2 separate regions of the Callithrix jacchus genome follow, and region 2 is linked to region 1. The links are chromatin contacts, called in public Hi-C maps. All regions are on one chromosome and are shown on one strand. The core of a region is the stretch at or near the end of the contact, and the rest is flanking DNA. Distances in the headings are between cores, read along the strand shown. Region 1 overlaps FGGY (FGGY carbohydrate kinase domain containing). Region 2 overlaps FGGY (FGGY carbohydrate kinase domain containing).

The links. Hi-C and Micro-C count contacts between places; a contact is called where the count stands out from the background.
Region 2: a Hi-C map of skeletal muscle shows a contact between it and region 1, with 4 times the contacts expected there. The contact joins two enhancer-like sites. A contact is called at or near these places in 2 of 3 Hi-C or Micro-C datasets (both in skeletal muscle).

The regions. Positions count from the first base shown.
Region 1 is chr7:96,495,276-96,502,256 of calJac240_pri, reverse strand. All of the region lies in intron 5 of FGGY (FGGY carbohydrate kinase domain containing), which reads right to left. Among named protein-coding and RNA genes, the nearest start is that of FGGY, 130 kb to the right of the region's middle. Within about 2 kb of position 4,671, at least 1 of the 16 cell types and tissues checked has an H3K27ac peak or open chromatin away from gene starts, as enhancers often do. A contact at or near this core is called in skeletal muscle, where this site is marked.
Region 2 is chr7:96,722,863-96,729,884 of calJac240_pri, reverse strand. The region is part of intron 15 of FGGY (FGGY carbohydrate kinase domain containing); the gene reads right to left. LOC108592611 (a long non-coding RNA gene) reads left to right here. Exons shown (of 6, transcript XR_013520136.1): 2 at 5,908-5,950. Among named protein-coding and RNA genes, the nearest start is that of HOOK1, 130 kb to the left of the region's middle. Within about 2 kb of position 2,399, at least 2 of the 16 cell types and tissues checked have an H3K27ac peak or open chromatin away from gene starts, as enhancers often do. A contact at or near this core is called in skeletal muscle, where this site is marked.

The DNA of each region.
Region 1 (6,981 bases), core at 3,422-5,921:
GAACCTTCAAATGGAGAAGCTGGAGGGGCAGGAGTGGAACTGGTGAGATCTAAGAGGGGGTTTCTGTGCTTCCTTTTGTCATTGGACATATGCGTTACATTTTATTATTCACCAGCTACTGGCTTCAAAGCCTCAGGCAAGATACTCAATCTCTTGATGCCTTAGTGTCCTCACTATAAAACAGGAGATATAACATCCACCACCTCATATTGGGCTGCTGTGAGGATTAAATACAAGTTATCATTTGTAAAGGATGTTGGGCAGTGCTGGGCTAAGCTCTCCATGTATCCTGGCTGTTCTCATTGTCTCACTATTAATTTCCTGTCCATCCCTGCTGCTGGATCCTGAGCACCTCATCTTTATCTACCCCGCACCTGTCCCAGTGTTTATCTGAAGTACTTTGTCAATTAGGAGTTGTAAAGTATTGCCTGAAGACTTAAGTTGGCCCAAAGACATATTTTGTTTGGCTGATGCAGAGACTTCAAAATGTGTTACTGTGCATGTCTTTAGGCTAGCAATATAGAAAATGTGTGTATCCCCCTCAAAATTCTTATGTTGAAACGTAATCCTCAAGGTGAGGATAATTGGAGGTGGGGTCTTTTGGGAGGTGATTAGGTCATGAAGAATTAGGGCCCCTACAAAATGGATCCCAGAAAGCTCACTTACTCCTCCTGCCTTTCGAAGACACAGAGGAGACAGCCATCTATGAACCAGGAAGTGAGCCCTCACCAGACACGGAATAAGTTGGTGCCTGGTTCTTGGACTTCCCATCCTCCAGAACAATGAGAAATAATTTTTTTTCTCGTTGCTTATAAGCCACCCAGTCCATGGAATTCTTTAATAGCAGCCCCAAAGGACTAAGACAGCTCAGTATGTCCTCTCCAGTTCCCCTGGGTCCCTCCCCACCCTGTCTTGTCACCTGTCTGCCAGAGTGCTAATTGTGTCCTGCCTCTGCAGGCACTCACTTGTGACCCCAAATAAATATCAGGTGAACCCTTAAAAATGCTATTGTTTAAAATGTCTGTCACAAATACAAATGACACAAAGCTACACAAACCGTTCACTCACCTCCTTCCAGCCTCGACTGGTACAATGAACCACAGAATCTGACTTCCCAATTTTTTTCATACTTTCATTCACCAAATATTTACTGAATACCTTCTAGGTCCTAGAAACTAGCAGGAAAAAAAGAAAACCCCACAAAATCTGCCATAACTGAACGGATAATTTGGTGCTCATGAACAATGACACTGTAGAGTTTTCTAGGGTGCAAAAGGTGTACGAACAGTATATCATACTAGGGAGTTTAAGCCTTTTGAGAAGATTATCTTACTGTGTTTAATAACAATCCCATGGAGGTAGACAGGGCAAGTAGGTTACTCTATTTTGTAGGCAAACAAATCAAGGATCAAAGAAGCTAAGCAAACTGAAACAAATAATAAATGGCAGTTCTTAAATTCATGTCTCTGTCACTAACAAAAACATTGCAAGCATAAAAGGGTTAACTCCATTTGTGTAATAACCCATAAAGTTTCCTCCCTAAAGCATGCTACAGATCTAGAATTTAAAAAGTTAAACTGACATCCAAGCACTGACCAGCAAGTGGGCAACGTAACCTAGACTGGCTTAGATGGTGGGAAAATCATGACAGCAGGGCTGGCAAAGAGTGAGACACTTGAGTTTCCAACAGAGTTCTCGTTGGGCTGTATGTGTCACCAGTGACACATCTGGAAATAAAAGAGAGAAATCAGGAAACAGAATGTGGCCCCTGCTTTGCCAGGAAATTTATAAAAGCATATTTTTGGTTAAGGCAAAGAGATTTTGCAGGTAGTACCATGCCAGACAGACAGTCTGCATGACCCAGTGAGAGCTGCTCCAGAGGGACCCTCTCTGGTATTCCCTGTGAAGGCCTGGCACACTGAGATCATCACAGCCACCACTACAGGCAACCTGTGCTCCAGACACAGAAGGCCTGGAAAATACATTATCATCCTTGAGAGATCCAGCAGCCTCAACAGTTCTGAAAATGCCCTTTTGGGATATGAATACTACTCGAGGCTCCTTGGCCTTCATTTAATTTAAATCAATGGTTCTTAATCAGGGGGATTTTGCCTCCCAATGGATAGCTGGCAATGTGTGGAGATATTTTTGGTTTATCTGACTGGGGGTGGGGAGATATGCTACTGGCAATTAGTGAGTAAAAACCAGGGATGGTGCTACACATACTGTCATGCACAAAGGGACAGCACCACGACAAAGAATTATCTAGCCCAAAATGTCAATGGTGCCAAGGTTAAGAAACCCTGATTTAAATGTCTAAAACTGAAATATATACCCAGCCTTTGAGCTAGGCCCTACAGTTACAAATGTGAATTGGATATGTCCTTTTCCTCAAGAAGTTCAGAATCTTGTAAGAGAGGTTATCATATGAGGAAATCATTGTCGTTCAGTGTGATTGCATTGAAAGCTACCCATGTCTAGTGGTGAGCTCTGAAGTAAGAGAACTCTCAGTGAGAATGATAGCTTTGCCATTTATTTATTAACTATGTGACCTCAGGCATGTCATGTAGCCTTCCAATCTCTTCTGAAACTTGGCATGGGAAATCATGACACCACTCCTACACCTCTTCTTCCTACTACTATTACAGCTTCCACTGGAGAAGCACCACTATGACTACTATCAGAATTGCTGTTGCTGCTATTACTTTAGAGGTAGAGTACCAGACAGACAGGAGGCACAAAAGATTGGGAAATAAGAGATATTTACAAACTCTGGAAACTGCCTCTAAAGATACCCACAATTTTTATACCACATGTGTAAAGGCTTTTCCCACACTAACCAGTATGTTAACTCTTCAGAAACCTGATAAAAGGGTGTTGTGGGAACCTCCAGTATGTAGCTGACTGGTCAGAAGTATGGAAGGTCTAGACTTTTGACTGGCATCCAAAATGGGAGGAGTCTTGGACTGAAGCCTTAACCTGTGGGATCTACCCTTACTCCAGGTGTTTCTGGTGACCAAGTCCTATTCTGACCAAGTCCCATTCTGAAGTTATCCAGGAGCCAAGGAGTTGCTTCATTAAAGCAAAAGATGCTCTATCACTTGGGAAACTCCAAGGGATTTAGGAGCTCTGTTAGGAGCCAGAGTCAAAGTCTAAACAGTACAACAAAAGATGCTCCTAGAACTCCAGTCACTCAGGAAATTACAATGCTTTTAGGAGCTCTATGTCAGGAACCTGGATAACAAATAAAACTATATTTGTTATTAGTCACAGCACTAAAAGGGAAAAGGTGAGTTCCTTCTTCATCTATTATCCATCTTACTGCCTGGAAGGAAGCTGTGGTTGAAAGCCACTTTGGATCATGCAGAAAGGGACATCATGTTAAGCACAGTACAATGCAGAAAGTACCTGGGCTCCTGGATGATCTCATGGAAAGCATCTATGTCTGGACTATCCAATAAAGAAATAATCTAATTTATTTAAGCCACATCTAGAACTATAGCCTAATAATACAGAAGCATAGGAGTCGGAGGTACAGGCCAATTAAGAAAGGGCATTACTAGCAGAAAAATCACATGTGCAAAAATACAGAGTTGAAAGAGAATAAAAAGATCCATGGGGATTGATCCATGGCAGTATGACAGGAGGTGAGATTGGAGAGTCAGGGAGCAGCTAGATCACACTGCACCTTATATTCCTTATACTGGGAAGTTAGGACTTGTTTCCTGCCTGCAGTGGGATACTACTAAAGAGGTCAAATAGTTAAATACTATCAGATTTTCCTTCATCAGATGTATGAAGTATTGTTTTGGTGGGGGCGGAAAAGACAGGGGCAGGTAGGTGACGTGGGGTAGAAGTTGGAGGAAAGGCCAAGATGACTGGACTCAGGGCGCCCAGTTAGAAGGGCAATGGATCCCAGTGATATCTGAAGCAATATAATAGATCGTCCCCCTCACTTAAGTAACAGTAATGGATATGGAAGATATGGATATACCATCAAGGTTTCTTGTTTGAGTTACTGTATCACAGCACCTTTACCATGATAGAAAACATAGAAAGAAAAAGTGAATTTATTTAGGAAAAATGAGTTGCGCCTGGGGTGTCTATGGGCTAGCAGGTAGGGCTGTTTAATGATAAGCTTGCCCTTAAGGCTGGAGCTCAGGAGAGGTGCAAGGCTGACATTCAGATAAGTCATTACTGATGAGTGCTGTCTGAAATCATGGGAAGGCATGACATTTTGTTGTACTCTGATGACACTGAGATATATGACCAACTGCATTCAGGTAAAGTTCTACTAGCAAATGGAAAAAGTGTATCATCTCCTTTCCATGTTTGTTGTGAACCAAGAGATTTTTATTAAGTCTACATCACAGAGAATAGAGGCAGCTGGGCAAAGTCTCAAAATAGAAAAATGCTAGTATAAAATGGGTCCTTATGAGAAACAATACTCAGCTTAGACCACAGCCTGCTTCTAAAAAAAAAATCCTGATTGGAGCCTACCTTAAGTATGCAAGCAGGGCCTGTGAACATACATGACACCTGCAAAATCCATTCATGTCTTCCAGTGTGGTATGAAATGTCTCCCTGCACTAGGATTTTGCACCAAAAAAGACATAAAATGAATCCAACTCCAATATTCAGGGTGGCTTGCACCAAAATGTACCACAGAGAACATTCAGATATAGCTTTCAAGGCCCCTGGAGCAATACTTTGTTTTAAATAGAAGTAGGCGTTGACATCACTGTGAAAGATTTGCCAGTGGCTCCAGTTATCACAGGGCAGAAAAAAACAAGTTATTATTTTCTCCCCAATTATGGCTAATTCTTTGCAAGTTAATTCTTGGCTTTTCTAAAATGGGATGAGAAAATTAGCTGTTCACATGCAAAACTGAAGATACAGGACCCAGCAGGAGCTTATGGCCTGGGATTTATTCCTGATTACTTTTTAAAGTGTGAGGAAGGGGCAGGAAGTGGTGTTTTGATTTAGGCACCATTTAGCCAAGTGGAGAGAAAAATCTCCCTTCAGCCCTGAAACAGGATCATGCAGCTATAAAATTTATTGGACACAACTGAGGGAAGGGTGTTGGGTAAAAAGAATCAAAGAAAGAACTATGGGCTGAGTTCAGAAGGGCGAAACAAAATCTGCACCTGTTGTCACTCACTTATTACTCCAGATCTCCCAGGCAGCTTAGATTTAAACCAGACAGTCCTGAGGCCCAGCCTAGCCAATACTGGCCTATTTATTAGCACAGAATAAAATATGTGTGTCATGTGTCTGTGTGCATGTGTATACATGCACATGTGCACACCTGTGTAGGCATGGATGCACATGCATGTGTGCTGGAAATAAACTGAGAGGGAGGAGGCCTGGAGGAGACAGACTTAAGAGTTGTGTGTGTATTGGGGAAATGAGGAGACAGCAAACTTTGCCAGTAAATTACTTTAGCCTAGAAAATGCAAATTCCAGATTCCCTGATATTTGCAATTTGAGGGTTGGATTTTCATGTCTGTTTTGATCAAATCCCCAGAATAGTCTTCACCAAGGAAAGCAATAGCACCAAATGAATTGAGTCGATTTGAAAGAAATTTACCCAAGGAAAAAAATCAAGAGGAAAAACTATTTCTATAAAGAAAGATCCCACCTGTACTCTGAAGATCTGTTTCCACATGAACTTTAAATCTCCTCATGTATATTTATTATTTTTTAACCTCTAAGTTTCTAATATAGGAAAAAAAACAGAATTATTGAAATTAACTTTACCAGGACTACCAAGAGATTTACTTTGCTAAACATCAACTCTAGGTCATCTATTTGGCATATCACTTCTCTTCAACCTTTTACATTCAGTGCAGCCATACATGTGATTGTCTTGTACTTCAGTTTGCAAGAGCGTGAAAAAAGATGTCTGCTACATGGGTGGTGATCACAATGAGTGGCCTGCTACTCATCATATTTACTGAGCACTCCTAGATTAGAGAAAGCCCCAACCAGAGAAAGGTGTACAGCAAGTAAGGTTTCCTCCTCTTTCATTCTAGTAGGCAAGGGCCAGGATTTTCACCAAGTTCTGGATAATAGAACAGACATAAGTGAGAGGGATCCTCATGCCGCCTTTCATATTCAAAAGCACCTCCAATGCTATCTTATGGTCCACTTGATACTCACTTGTACCAAAACCAATAGGTGCCATCATAGACTTCAGAGGTGGGCAGTCTTCAGCTTAAATCCCAGCCACATGACCTTGGGGCAACATAATATAAACATATACTGAGTGCTATTGACATCTTGGGCACTATAGGATGCTTTACCTGGATTATTTCCTTTGAACTATTAAAAGCTATGACCCATTTCTCAAATAAGATAACTGAGACTTAGAGAGTTAGATAAACTGCCCCAAGGTCATGTGCACCTTCCTCAAATACGGTATGCTCAAAAGAACTGGGCAAGCAGACATTAATGAATCTCTCAATCATCTTTCTAATTTCTGTGTACTTATAGGCAAAGCCATAACATTGGCATCTATGATCATACTGAGTTATTTTTCAGTTGGAAAGTAGTATAGGGTGGCAGTTCAACACTTGGGTTTTGGAGGCAAACACACTGGGGTATGAATTCTAGCTCCATCACCTATTACCTGAGTGACCTTGGGCAAGTCATTTAATCACTATGAGCCTGAGTTTCCCTAAGCATAAGGATAGGGATTAAGTGATATAATATACATATGGTAAACTCTCAACTAAAGTCTGGTTGCATGTTCCTCATCATTGTTAATAGATTCCTGAGTAATTTTTAAGACTCGAAATGTTTCATGATCCCTCTAATATCACTTGCAAGATACTTGGAATCATAAAATCACAGAGGCAGAAATGATCATCAAGTCCCATAATTCCAGGCAGATGTGCCACCATCACATACTTGGCAAACATCGATAGTTTACTGCTCTTTCTTACTTAGCTGAGATTGGCTTCCCAATCATCCCCACAC
Region 2 (7,022 bases), core at 1,150-3,649, 230 kb before region 1:
GAGCTTCACCTCTTACTAGCTATCTAACCACAGGGAAGCACTTGCTGTCTTTGTGATTCAGGTTCCTTGTGTGCAAAGTACAACTAATATCAGGGTCTTATGGGATCGTTGTGAGGACTAAGTGAGTGAATAACCAAAAAGGGCTTAAATGACAGCTGGCACATACTAAATGAATCCCCCCTCATTTTTAGGGGCCCCTTGAAGACAGGAGTCCTAGTGCCCCACCATACTATAATATGCTGGAAACTCACAAAGGCCTGCTCTTTCCTAGTCATTGAAACACTTGCTTCAATCTCCATTTTAGGATTTTCTATAAATTTCTCCTCCAGCCTCTGTAGTGGTTAGTCAATTTACTGAGATAAAGACAACTGCAACAGTCCAATTATCCAAACCAGTCTGGTTTGCCAAGATCCCTCTTCATCAGAGACGCTGACAGGTGAAAATGAGAGAGCCAACTTGGTAGGAATTTCACTGCCATCAACTCCATCCAACATACAGGCTCCTCCAGGGCTAGGTGTCAGGGAGGGGGCTGGGGGGAGGGAGGAGGGTTTAGATTTTGAGCTGGTACAAAGTGGCTTGCTCCCCATCTCTCAATGACATTGCTTCAGAAGGTGCCTTCTCCATCCTGAAATTCTCCAATGTCTTATTTTATAACACTCTGTATGCAAAGGAACTGTTGTGAAAGAGGATAGCATTTCTAGGGATATTTAAAGAGTATTCCCCTTCTATTTCAGAGACTCTTCAAAACTGTTAGAGATAAGTAATAAACTTTTATTATTACTCACAGGTTGACTTTTTTACAAGCTATTTTTTTTTGAAGCAGAAAGCAGTATTATCTAAGAAGCACTTAATGTTGTTAATTTTTTTTAAAGTGAGACTATCAGCTTGCAACATTTTTTTAAGACAGTTAAAGGATGAGGGAATACTGAGCAACAGGTACTCCCAAGACTGCTGATCAAATTCCTAATTGATCTGTTTGTGGTTAACAACCCTCACCTGTAATCAGCTGTGGTCCTATGTATCCAACTTTCTCTTTCACTACTCCTGAACTAGGACCTTTCCCAGGAGTTACGGTTGATCTCCGTTCTGTCTGCATCTGTTCCTTTGCTCTCACCAGCACCTCTATCTAAAAAGCCCTTTTCCTGCTGGTTTTCTACCTTTCCTAAGTTAATGTTTCCACTCCAGCCCATTTCAAGCCCCATTTCTTACACAAAACCAGGTTTCTCTTTCCTGCTGGTAGTCACTACCAGAGAGTAGATTATGCATTGGCACTCTCTGGTTTCAGGTCACTTTACATATACTTCTCTAACCCAACTGTCTGTTCCTGGAAGATGGGGAACCTGGCCTTGCTCCCCAACCTTTAAAAAAATTTCTAAGCTGGGTGGGGTGGTTCACACCTGTAATTCCAGCACTTTGGAAGGCCAAGGTGGGTGGATCACCTGAGGTCAGGAGTTCGAGACCAGCCTGGCCAACATGGTGAAAACTCCATCTCTATTAAAAATATAAAAATTACCCGGTGTGACGGGGGCACCTGTAATCCCAGCTACTCAGGAGGCTGAGGTAGGATAATCATTTGAACTCAGGAGGCAGAGGTTGCAGTGAGCCAAGATCACGCCACTGCACTCCAGCCTGGGCAACAGAGTGAGACTCCGTCTCAAAAAAAACAAAAAACAAAAAACACAACACTTGGTCTTATACTACATGTAGTCCAGTTCTTGGATGTCACCAAGTGGAAAGAGCATGTGCTTGGGGACAGAAAAACCTGCATTCAAATTCTAGGTTGAATATAAACATTCAGTGTGAACTTGGGTAAGTTCCTTTACTTTTTTGAGTCTGCTTTCTCATCTGTAAAAAATGAACACAATAAACTTTCCACATAAACCTGTTCTGAGAATTAGGTGAATAAGGTTGAATATTGTTTCTGTAAGGTCATTTCTATCATACCAGGGTAATATGAATTATGTATGCAGTTTTCTTATTATCTGCTTTAAAACTGACAAAAAGCTTAGAAAACTCTGAGGAACAGATATAAGTTCAATAAACACAGGTTCCAGGATATACAAATGTAAGTTGCTAAGACTACTTCTTAATAGTAGTGTGACTCTGGGCAAATCACTTGCCCTCTCTGAGCCTCCATTTCCTTATTTGGGGTATGAGAATAATCACATACCTATTATAGTGACTCACCTAGAATAGTGAATGGTCCAGGGCTCTGGCTCAAGAAAGAGGAGTTCCTATTCCTTATGACTAGACACTACCTCGTACTGCGCTTGGCTATGACTTGTACTGAAGTCTTGTCTCCTCAGAGAGGGGTAAGCTACCTGAGGTTCCAGGCCTCAGTGCCAAACTCAGTATTGGCAGTATTCATCAAAGATGCTTAGGGCAATTTCTTGTCTTTTGAGCTTTAGTTAGTACATCTCTGTGATAACCAGCCATCCCTTCTCCAGTTGGCTTGGCTCATTCCAACATGGAGAGGAGAAGTGAATTCTCTGTAAGGACTACTGTCTCTTAGTATTTAAAAGCAGTGATAGCAGTCAGAGTCCAGTCACAATAGCTGAAACTATGCTAGGTCTTTCAACAGCAGGAATTAAATATAAGAATTTAGTTTCATTGGTGACATAAGAAACTTAGAAGCCAAACAGGTTGTTGAAGCCACACACAGGTTACCAACAGCAGACAGCTGCTACCCCTCTTAGGAATCAAGCGATGATAGGAGGCAGTGGTGGGACCAGAGCCAGGAGCAGGGAATGTCAGCCTAGAACAGAAACCAAAGAAAAGCTGAGTGGCCAGAACTGGGACCTGAGAGAGTCTGGGAGCTGGAATCAGACAGAAGATGCAGCTGCTGCTGTAGCGAAGTGGAGAAATGACCTAACTTCTGCCTGCATGTCATTCTCCTACCAGTATCTCCCCTTGGCCAAACCTGCCCAGAGGTCGGGTGCAAGAGAACCTAGAAGTGTAATACACAGCAGAGCAGGGGAAGAGGCACTTGCCGAGAGCAAACAGGCAAAGGACCAGCCCAGCTATCTTTCAGTAATGTATGTAAAGCATTAATACAGCATGTAATTTATAGTCAGCTAATAGTAATGATAGTTATCATCATAAATATTACTAAAACTTTGTATACCTCTCATTGAGAGTTTATTTGTACCAGTAACTGTGCCAAATACTTTATACATATCATCTAATTTTCACAACAATTGCATAAGGTAGGCGCCCTTAATAGTCTTATTTTTATACATATGAGTAAGTAGGCTTAGAGAGGTAAAAGGACTAATCCGGTGCACAGCGACAGGATTTGAAATACAGCCCAATTTATTACTTATAATATGAATCATACTGCTAATAGTAAAAGACAGGGTACTAGATAAGCTGAACATGAAACTCCTCTCAATTACTGAAGACCTATATTTCCAGGGCTGAGAGCCTAGAACACTCTGTGAGCATTAAGTTTGCCCTTAAAAAAAGTAGAGATTAAAAAAAAATAGAGCATAGCAGACCATCTTTCAGGCAAAATATTTCATAGGGTAGCAGTTGTCCAAATGAAAAAAAAAATGCATCACTTAATGTGGTTTATAAAAGTCCACAGTGTTCTCTCTTAAAGGCAACAGGGTATTTTTGCTATGAGGATTCCAAGTTCAGCAGTCTCTGTGGGCTTGCTGTTTACTGATATTTGATATGCTTCAACATCTGTTGCCCTTCTCGATTGATGGGTGCTTCATTTTAGCACTTCTCTGATGCCAGGCCGGTAAAAAGCTTTAGTACTGAAGTCCTGTGAGATACTCCTAGGTCAGTAAAACAGCTTTGTTTGCAAAGCTGGCCAAAGGAAGAAATATTCATGGAAAAAAGGTGAAAGGACATGCTATCTATCTACCAAACTGGGTATTCTTGGTTATATCCCTAGGTCAAGCGACATCTCCAAAAAGCTATAAACCCAGGCTATCCTAGACACAAAGTCAGGTTTCAAGTTATGATCTGGGCTCTGGCAAGGTTGTATATAACAAGTTCTTCTGTCTTCTTCTATAAGAATTCCATGGAAGGATTTCTAAGTTTATTTTTAAAGAAATAATAATGTTAGAATTTGGTATACGGAAAAACGTGGTCTCTTTTAAAGAACAGGTACACTTCCTTGACTCCATATGACTTGACGTATTGCCCAGTTTTGCCTTGGTTGCCTGAAGTTCAAAGTAATCCCTTAGAGGATTGCTTGAACAGGTGTTTGAGGCTGCAGTGAGCCATGATTATGCCACTGCACTCCAGTCTGGGCAATAGAGCGAGACCCCATTAAAAAATAAGAAGAAGAACTGCCTAGTCCAGGTCAGGGACCCATAGGTATGCCAGATCTGTCCCATAGATATTTGGTGTGACACTCACCAATCCAGAGTTAAAACAACCTGAATTTCAACATCCTGTGGCAGTACTTTGAATACAAATATTAGTACTCACACTTTTCTAGTACTTTTTTCTTACCTAACACAGAATCGAATCACCTTGTCCTTTGCTGGTATCTTCCCATGTTTGTATGGCCTGGGTGGCACCTTAAGGCATTTGAGTTAGAGGATGTCCCACCTAGTATAAGGGATTGGTGTATTTTCCTCTTTTTACATTGTTTCTAACTTGTGAGTTTTATTCCAGTAGCCTACTTAGCCCCTTTTTGTAAGCTTTCTTAAATCCTTTGTGGAAGCAGAGTATGAATAATAAACAAATAAATTGTTTTGTTCACTAAGCAAAACTGCCAAGATCAGTGCAGTAGCAGCATTCCTACTGCATCCTCGGGCTAATGCTCCCTCGTGAGTCACTTGTGCCTGCTCTACCTGCCCCACCTGTCAAAGGGTCACTACAGCTATAAGTTCTGCCCCATCATTCCCTCAAGCAGAAAGAACTTCTTCCTCAGTAGTGAGTGAGAGGTCTGGACATACTTGAGCAGTATCTACCCTGACATGCAAATCTAGCATGTGACACACAAATCAGCTATAGGTACCCTCCAAAGCATGGGGCTGTGGGAGATATGCAGAGAGCAGGGCTGGAGCCAGACCACTTGAGTTCAAAACCATTTTTCTGCTACTAACCATCTAGGTAAACGTAAACTTTTCAATAGCTTGGTGCCTCAATTTTTTGCTTAATAGAGTGGCACGATGATACCACCTATCCCTTATGACTGTGGTGAAGATCAAGCGAACACAGGGATAATAAAAGTACTTTTCTGCTGAACAGGATTGTGCTAAATGTGCTTTCATTCACAGAATACTAGTGGAAACTCAATCGGGTCAGTGAATATGGAACTGAGCTTGGAGAAATTAAGTAGCTTGCCCAGCCAGGTTTGCTCACACAGCTAGTAAGTTGAGGAGATGCCATCACCATGGGGTTCAGCAAGGTGACTTAGAGGGCTACTTTCTGCTGCTCCATTTGATTTCCTCTTACCCTGCCTGCGATGGACTCAGCTCACTTACTCTTTCCACTCCTTGCCCCACATACTTGGCAGGTAGTTGCCACGATACTACAAGACTGAGGATCCAGCAGTAATTACTAATATTTACTATGTTGAGCTGAAATGGAGAGAGATTTGTCCCTAGTTGAGGCCCAAGCTCCTTCCTCTGCTTTCAGAGGAGGCACTTTGCAGCCAAGATGAAAAGCATAGGCCTGGGGGTCCCACAGCACCCTGAATTCTAGCTCTATCACCAGCTAATCCTCAAGGCCCAGTTCAAAGGTTGCCTCCTCTGGAAGACTTTCCCAGCCCTCTTAAGGCAGTGGAAGACACTCCTCAAATGCTCCATCATTCCATTGCAGAGTAATTGCAATTTAAACCAAAATAGCCAACATTAATAAGACTATTTTGCTTTAGGTATAGTCACGTTTACTCCTTACAACATGAGTTATGAGATAATATATCTCTGCTGTTATCTTTTACAGATGAGGCCTCTGAGGCATAGAGAAACTAAGTAAGTCACCCAAGGTAAGTGTAGAGCCAAGATTTGAGTCCAAGCAAATAGTCTTTGCCTTTACACCTTAGAATTTTTCATATCTGTATCCATCTGTGTCCAACCTCCCCCCAACCTGTAGACTGGAAATTCCTTGGGTACCAACATTATGTCTAATTCTTTGATGTCCTGCTACCATCTAAGGCTGTTCCTGTCACATGTAGGCTTGTGTTGATAAGCCTTGGCTTAAAAAATAAAACAGCCATCCTTATCACCTACTTTGAATCGAGGCCCCCACACATGACTTTTCCAGATCTAGTCTACTGTCATCTGTCAGCCCAGCTATCACAGCCCACCCAATCTCCAGCAGCGGAGGAGAGCAGAAAATGCATCCTGGTATTACAGGAAGGACCTGAGTAAAAGGTGCATTAATGGGGGCAAAAACAAGCCAGTGGAGTGATTAATTTGGCTTCCCCTTCAATATTCTGTTTACACAAGTTCATTATATAGCACTTAATTACTAATTTACCCTACTTAAACCAAGAGTGCTTTTAATTTTTAATGAGATAAGGGAAGAAGATGCCTTTACTTAGTAAGGAGCAGCTATTTTATTTCCTTCTCTTGTTTTGCCCAGCCAATTAATAACATTTCTAAGAAAACGCATCCTTCTCATGAATTCTTTCTCCCTATCTTCTTCCCGACTTCCCAGGCTTAAAAAGTGATGGCAACAGACAACCCCTTAGAAACAAACTGGATTCATCTCTGACCTGGTTAGCTGGGCTGGGCAAGGCTTTGTAACATGGAGTAACATGGTATACATAAACAGTGCTATCTGATTGAGGGGAGCTGGGTTGTATCTATTCCCAGGAATCATGATTAGCATATGTATGAGGAACAGAGTCATAGGTCTCCATATAAGGCAATCCCCCCAACAACCCTGCTTCATTTCTTGGTGTTAATGTCAGATAATTTTAAGCACAGTCATGGGATAGTCTACAAACAGTGAGGGGCATGGACTTTGGAGTCAGATCTGAATTTGATTGCTGGCTCTGTCACTTGCTAGCTGTTAGACCACAGGCATGTTACTTAAACTTTTGAGCCTGTTTC